2 separate regions of the Mus musculus genome follow, and region 2 is linked to region 1. Evidence: chromatin contacts called from public Hi-C data. All regions are on one chromosome and are shown on one strand. The core of a region is the stretch at or near the end of the contact, and the rest is flanking DNA. Distances in the headings are between cores, read along the strand shown.

Region 1 (3,402 bases), core at 340-2,839:
AGTCAGTGCTCTTACCCGATGAGACCTTGCCAGCCCCTAAATGCTTTCTTTCGTAAGTTGCCTTGGTCATGGTGTCTATTCACACAATAGGAAAATAAGTAAGACAAACTCTGTCACAAAAAAATTCGATGGAAAGTAATCACATAGTATACACATGTTCACACAAGCACATACACAACAAGTACACACACACAAAAATTAGAAAGTTACATTAGAGCTAGCACATGGCATCCAAGTTTCACAGTAATAAGTAAAATTGGGAAATAAAGAGCAAGGATTTAGATTACTAAATAATCTTAAGTGGGAAACATGCATAAAGTGTATAATAATAAAGGTCTTTGTATGAATGTGTTTCACATCATTTCTATTTCAACTAAACTTTGTCTGATTATTACATAATGCCAACTCTGTTTCATAAAACCACCCTGTACTCCACTGGTTTGCTCTCTTCACCCTCCAAGACAAACACCCACACGGGTAGTTCCAGGACACTTGGAACCCCTAAAATCCTACCTGAACTCTGGGCACATAAACACACGCATTTTTCTGAAGGAAGAGTCTGGAAACTTCGTAGGATCTTCTCTGAAGCCTACACAAAGTTGAGAATCAAATGAATGGTGCTGTCACTTTAAATCAAAATCACAGTCACATATGTCATTTCTTCACGATTTGTAAAAACCTCACCGAGATTCAGAGTGAGTGCCACATGCAGATCCAATCTGACCCTCCTGCTCACACCAGGCAAACATTGTATCGCAGGAAACAAAGATGTGAGAGTAGTTCTTGGAAAATCAATGATGTTATCTACTTTCTCCCATAGAAGCACAAAGGAAGTAAAAGGAGAAGGAAGGCATAGACACGCTATAAAAGAGTTGCCTGGGTGTGAGAAGATAGTTGATGGGATGCCCAAAGCACATAGTAGGACACAAAGGCCTGAACAGAAAGGATTACAGTATCAGAAAGTTTCCCTATGGAGGGCTAGGCGAGGGGAAGATATCTCTGTGAGGGTTTGTGACTCCAGACTCTGCCCTTTCCAGTGCCTTGTGCAGGGCTCTGTCCTTAGGAGACATCACTTAAACAACAGATGTCAGGCTTCAAATGATAAGTAGGTTTTCCAAAGCCATGGCATTAACTACAAGTAGAAGCTGGCTTTCTATGCATTGAGATAATTAATAGGTGTCCTGGTAAAATCCATACTCTAAGGAAGATGCATAAATGAAGCTCTGGCTAGTGTCCAGCTGTGGGCACCATTCAACAGAGTAGCCATTCCCTCAAAAGCACAGGAGTGGAGAAGGCAGCCTGGGCCCTATGTGTGTATGAACTATTTACACCCTGTGTGTGTATGAACAACTATTTACTCAGGGGAACAAAAAAGAGAAAAAGAAGAAAAAGAACAGTGTTTGAACCAGCAGGGTTAGAGTTAGGTTATGTAATGCTGCAGGCAAGAAGAATAAGGCCTATTTTTTTTTCCTCTTTCCTGGAGAACGGTATTGTGAAATAGTCCAGGAACAACCACCAATTTCCACAGTCGTGGGTGCTTCTCCAGGTTTCTGTCTGACAAGGTCAACAGTCAGAGCCCTGGCAATGGCCTTACACCCAAGAACTCAGATGATCCTCAGTAACCTAGCAGGCCTAAAGCAATCTAAGGACAGTGCTTTCAGAAGGCACTGAAAAGGGCAGAGTCTGGAGTCACAAACCCTCACACATACATCCTCCCCTCACCCAGCCCTCCATAGGGAATCCTTCTGATACTGTAATACTGAGTTCAGGCCTTTGTGTCCTACTATGTGTTTTGGACATACCAACCTGTCAGACCAATAGGGAGTGGGGGAGATGACACCGACACAGGCATGGGGCAATGTCCAGGATTCTCTTAGTTGTTTTGAAACCACTTCCACCCACTCATACTCAGGTGTCTATGCTGCCTCTCACACATTGCACAACCTTAGAAAGGATCATTATTTTAGGGTCTGCAAAGCAGGCCCACCAGAAGTCAAAACAAAAATCACTCAAAGCTGTGCCCAGGCAGGGCTAGGACCAATGCATCACCGCTACAGGAGCTGAGTAGTGAGTGGGGGGTGGGGGGAGCAGTGGTGCTCGTGTTTAAGGGGAAAGTAAGAAGTTAAGATCCAGACCAGGAGAAGAGACTATAAGAGATGAGTAGACAGGACCAGAGTGCTTTGAACAAAGTGACCCGAAGCCATCCCAGGCAGTGTAGGCATGTCTCAGTCAATAGAAATAAAAGAGCTTCTAGCTTTCCCGTGGGTAGGGAATTCCACCCCTGGGAGACTAGGAGTCAAGGCAAGACTTGGTCACAAGGGAACAAAGCTACCCCAGTTGCTTGGATAGGTTCTTAGAGATTGTGTATTCCAGTTCATCTTTTCCAACCACAAATCATTCACTGCATACCCACAGTGTGCCAGGTACCATTCTGACTGTTGTGTCCGTGGAAACAAATGAAGAGCTGACCTTGCAGAGATTAGATTCCCATACAGTAAGGGTAAGATGCAAATTTTTATGGATTTAAAGTTTATATTCCACCTACCCCTCCCAATAAAAAAACCTCATATGCATGCTGAAATCTTAAAACCCAAATAGGTGGAATTGGCAAATGGTTGTTGGTTCATGAGGTGGGGGCTCTCCTGAAGGACTAGTGCCTTTGTAAAGGAGAGTTATTGGGGTCTTTTCATTGTATAAAACCACAGGAGGAAGATAATTTCCAGGACCCCAGAAGGGAGCCCCCATGAGGACCAGAACATACTAGTAAATGGATGGATCTCAGTCTTCTAGCTTCCAGAACTATGAGAAATGTCCACCTTTTAAGTCACCTAGATTATGATATGTGTTACAGTATCCCAAGCTGATGAATATTATAGTCAATGAGATAGACAGACATGGTCAAAGGATGCTGGAGATGAGATAAAGGGGTGCATGGAATAGAGACAGGGAGGACACTCACTTATACCTCACATATCAGGGAACACAGGAAGCTGGCTAGGAAGCAAGCGCTCCTGTCTCTTCTTACGAGCTCCATCATACTGATCTCCTCCTAACACCTCCTGATGCCATCCCGTCATAACTCATAATTTCAACATATGACTTTAGGAAGGACCCTAGCATTTGCCCACAGCAGGAGCTGGGAAGCGAAGGTACTTAGATAAGAGTGGGAGTGGTAAATGGGGGCCTCTTCTTATATGCTGGGTTCATTTGAAAGGCAGAGCCAACATGATTGCTGACAGATTAGATGCCTGGTAAAAAGAAAAGAAGCCAAAATGACTCCAATGTTCAGACCTCAAGAAATCCCAATGCAAACCAAGCATCAAGAGAGACAGGAAAATCCCCAAAATGTATAGGTTTAAAGGAAAAAAGAAGTTTCCAGAATTTAGTTTTAGACATACCAGA
Region 2 (3,402 bases), core at 502-3,001, 130 kb before region 1:
TCTTTAGGATTGTTTGATCTCATAATACTGAGCTGCATGCATTAAATAATAATCCCTAGTTTGCCCTTCCCCAGCTTCTCTCAGGCATCCTACACTCTGATCCAGTGGGTGCCATGGCTCTAGCAGCTGTGCCAAATGGAATCAAACTGTATCTGACTGGTTTGGTTCTGCCATATATATGTAGCATAGTGTCCTTCAGATCCATTCACATAGATACATGTGGTAGCATGTGTTACAATTTTTCTTCCTTTTTTTCTCAAAACAAAGTTTCACTATGTAGCTCTGGCTGTCCTAGAACTTACAATGTAGACCAATCTGGTCTCAGACCCTCAGAGGCCCACCTATCTCTCCCTTCTGATTGCTGATTAAAAGCATGAGCTTGTTGCTGTTGTTTGTTTTGGGAATAGATTCTAGTTCTCTATCCCAGAATGACCTTGAACTCATTATATAGCCCAAGCTGACCTCAAACACATAGTCCTACATCCTCAACCTATGGATTATAGGTATGTACTCGCTAGAATTTCCTTCCGTTTTCAAACTTAACAATATACCACAGCATATACTTATCATATTTTGATAAAAATATACATATTTGTATGTATGTCAATATATTTGTATATATTATAATATATATTTTAAACATTTATACATGTATAATATATTTATATATGTATGTGTGTCATTTCTAGCTTTCAGTTATTGTGAAAAATGTTATATGAACATAGCTATACAAATATTTCATCAAAACCCAGATTTTAATTCTTTCAGATATTCATAAACAGAATTCCTAGAACATAAGACAATTCTATTTATATGTTAGTGCATAGTTGTGGGTGTAGGTGTAAGTGCACGTCTGCATATGCATGTGTGGGAGTCAGCCTCAGGAACTGTCCCTGAGGAACCACCTACCTTGCCTCACTGAGACCTGGAACTTGCCCGTTAGGATAGGTTGAAAGCCTCAGGGACCTACCTGCCTGGACCTCTTCAGCACTGGAATTACAAACACAGGACACCATGCTGGGGTTTACAGGAGTGGCAAGTGTTGAACTCGGGTCCCCATGCTTGCTCAGTAAGCCCTTTACTCTTTTTCTAGTCCTATATTTATAGCGGATTAAAGTATCTGTCATGAGTTTTTCCATAATGGCTCCACCATCTTACATTTCCAACCAGCACAAACACTTTCCATTTGTTGTCTCTAGCTGGCTCGTTTTGGTGGTGATTTTTCTTGTCGCTCTTGTTGTTTGCAGTCATCCCAATGGCTGTAAGGGGGAATGATGGTACTTTTAAGGTTTTATTTGGCACTAATCCCTCTCCTGCAGCCACTCTTAATGTTCAGAGCCTTGAAATAGCTTCTTCTTGTTCTAAACATCAGTGGTTTGCCTGGACTTGGCCTCTTCTGCTAAGAGCTACACTATTCTTTCTGTTGGATGCCTTCCATCTCTGGTGCCTCAGCTCAAATACTGACTCAGCAAGCACTGACAGTAAGTAGATGGATCAATAAGTGGATGCGTGGCACAACCAGTTTCACAATATAAGTGGAATATGTAAAAATCTGTGTCTAAGCTATCAGTATAAAAATAAACAGGAAAATTCTGGAGAGCTACAACAAATACCTGCTATCAGCAATGTGTTTCTCATTAGACGTGACATTGAGATAACTCCAGAATACCAAAAACTCAACTGTGAACACAGCTACAAAAGCAGAAGGGACACCAAAGAAGAAGGGGGAATGTTTGCTGTCCATTATGCAATGTGTCAACCAAGATAGAGATCATGCAAATAACATCAGCAATCATACTAACTGGGCACATCCTTGTTCTAGAAAGATGTCATGAAACTTCAACTAGATCAGGGGAAAGAAGAGAGGAGAGTTTCCCATGGGTTGCAAATCCCTATGGCATCTCCCGGAGGTATTCAAGTAACTTGAATATCCCAAGGGTAAAATCAATCAAGCACAATGGTCTACATAGGGCTGTTGCCCCAGGTGCAGCAATTGGCTTGATCATCTGTAATTCAAAGCAGCAGAATGTAAATCTATATCTGGGATCAGAAGTTATCACAATTCTGAATCATTAAGAGGCATCTATGTCTTGGAATAGATTTGATAACAATGGTGGTAGTTAGGATGAGTCTACAGTCAACCTGACCACAATGGTGGGTGCTGGAAAAGTCTACACCTTAGTGCAGACCTAATCATATTAATAGGTCATTGGAAGATGACTACACTAGACTTGATCACAACAGTAGGTGTGCTGGCTAGTTTTATGTCAACTTGACACAAGCCAACAGAGTCGTGAACATGGGATTATCTGACATATAACATATAACATATAACATGGGATCATCTGACATATAACATATAACATATAACATGGGATCATCTGAGTGCCTATGGCTAGATTCAACCCAACAGACAAGCCTTGTGACAGGTACTAGTCCCACCTCTTTCTGCTGATCACTACCCAGCCCTAGTCCGTGCACCTGTCAGATCTGGCATTGTCAGCCTCATATGTCCTTGGTAGGAAGTTGTCAGCTATGTCACCATCCATCTTTCTTTAACTCTCTCAGCTTCAGAGTCCCTGCCCACCTTGCTTTCCTTTATGCTCCTAGAACCAAAATCAGTTGCTCTTACCCTCTTCATGTTCATGTTAGGCTTTATCTTTCTGGATGGAAGCCTCACAAACACTAACCAGGTCTTTGTCCCTTTATTGTAATTAAAGATAAATAAATTGTTTAGCAAAATTGCTTTAAAATCTTTTTTCTTATAATAGCCTTTCTCACTGAATAGTCCAGAAATCTTTAAAGCATTGCAACGAGCACAATGACGAGAGAAGATGATAGTAGTAGTGAAAGGTGGACAAAAGCAAGAAAGAGGTCAAAGGAGAGGAAGAAAAAGATGAAGAGGAGGAAGAAGAGATGGAGACGCAACACCATCCACCTACAGAAACTGGGAGCCCACTTGCCTCACTTTGGTTGCACTTGTATTACATTAATTGATTTCTAAGTATTCTCAAGAGTTCATCCCACTGACAATATAATACATACTAAAATGATCTAAAAGCGTTTATACAAAGTCTAGAGGGCAGACTCTCTTGAATCGATTAAAGTATTGCATAAGAAATATTAATTGAAAAGATTTTCATTAATCCAAAGGAAAGTATGAAACTCAGTGTAATCAAACACTGCTATTTTTCCAATCATAAATAGTAGGACCAGCTATTCAAAATCATTATCACTACTCTGCTAGCCTAGCCTTTTTAGTATGTATTTAATGCAGAAAGTCTTAGATTCCAGAAGAGATTTTCTTTTACAAAAGAACCAACAAGTGTCCACTCCTTAGAAAACAGTTTAATTGAATGTTATTAAGATAACTTCGTGTTTTCTTATGAAGGCCATTACCCT

Evidence for each region. Hi-C and Micro-C count contacts between places; a contact is called where the count stands out from the background.
Region 2: a Hi-C map of liver shows a contact between it and region 1, with 2.1 times the contacts expected there. The contact joins two enhancer-like sites. A contact is called at or near these places in 1 of 39 promoter capture datasets (liver), 1 of 15 datasets of contacts at CTCF or cohesin (the NIH/3T3 cell line), 6 of 484 Hi-C or Micro-C datasets (Sertoli cells, liver and muscle stem cells) and 2 of 9 other capture datasets (adipose tissue and pancreatic islet).

The regions. Positions count from the first base shown.
Region 1 is chr10:4,603,183-4,606,584 of GRCm38.p6, reverse strand. No RefSeq gene overlaps it. Among named protein-coding and RNA genes, the nearest start is that of Esr1, 110 kb to the left of the region's middle. Within about 2 kb of position 1,589, at least 6 of the 459 cell types and tissues checked have an H3K27ac peak or open chromatin away from gene starts, as enhancers often do. A contact at or near this core is called in liver, where this site is marked.
Region 2 is chr10:4,736,575-4,739,976 of GRCm38.p6, reverse strand. The region is part of intron 2 of Esr1 (estrogen receptor 1 (alpha)); the gene reads right to left. Among named protein-coding and RNA genes, the nearest start is that of Esr1, 28 kb to the right of the region's middle. Within about 2 kb of position 1,751, at least 4 of the 459 cell types and tissues checked have an H3K27ac peak or open chromatin away from gene starts, as enhancers often do. A contact at or near this core is called in liver, where this site is marked.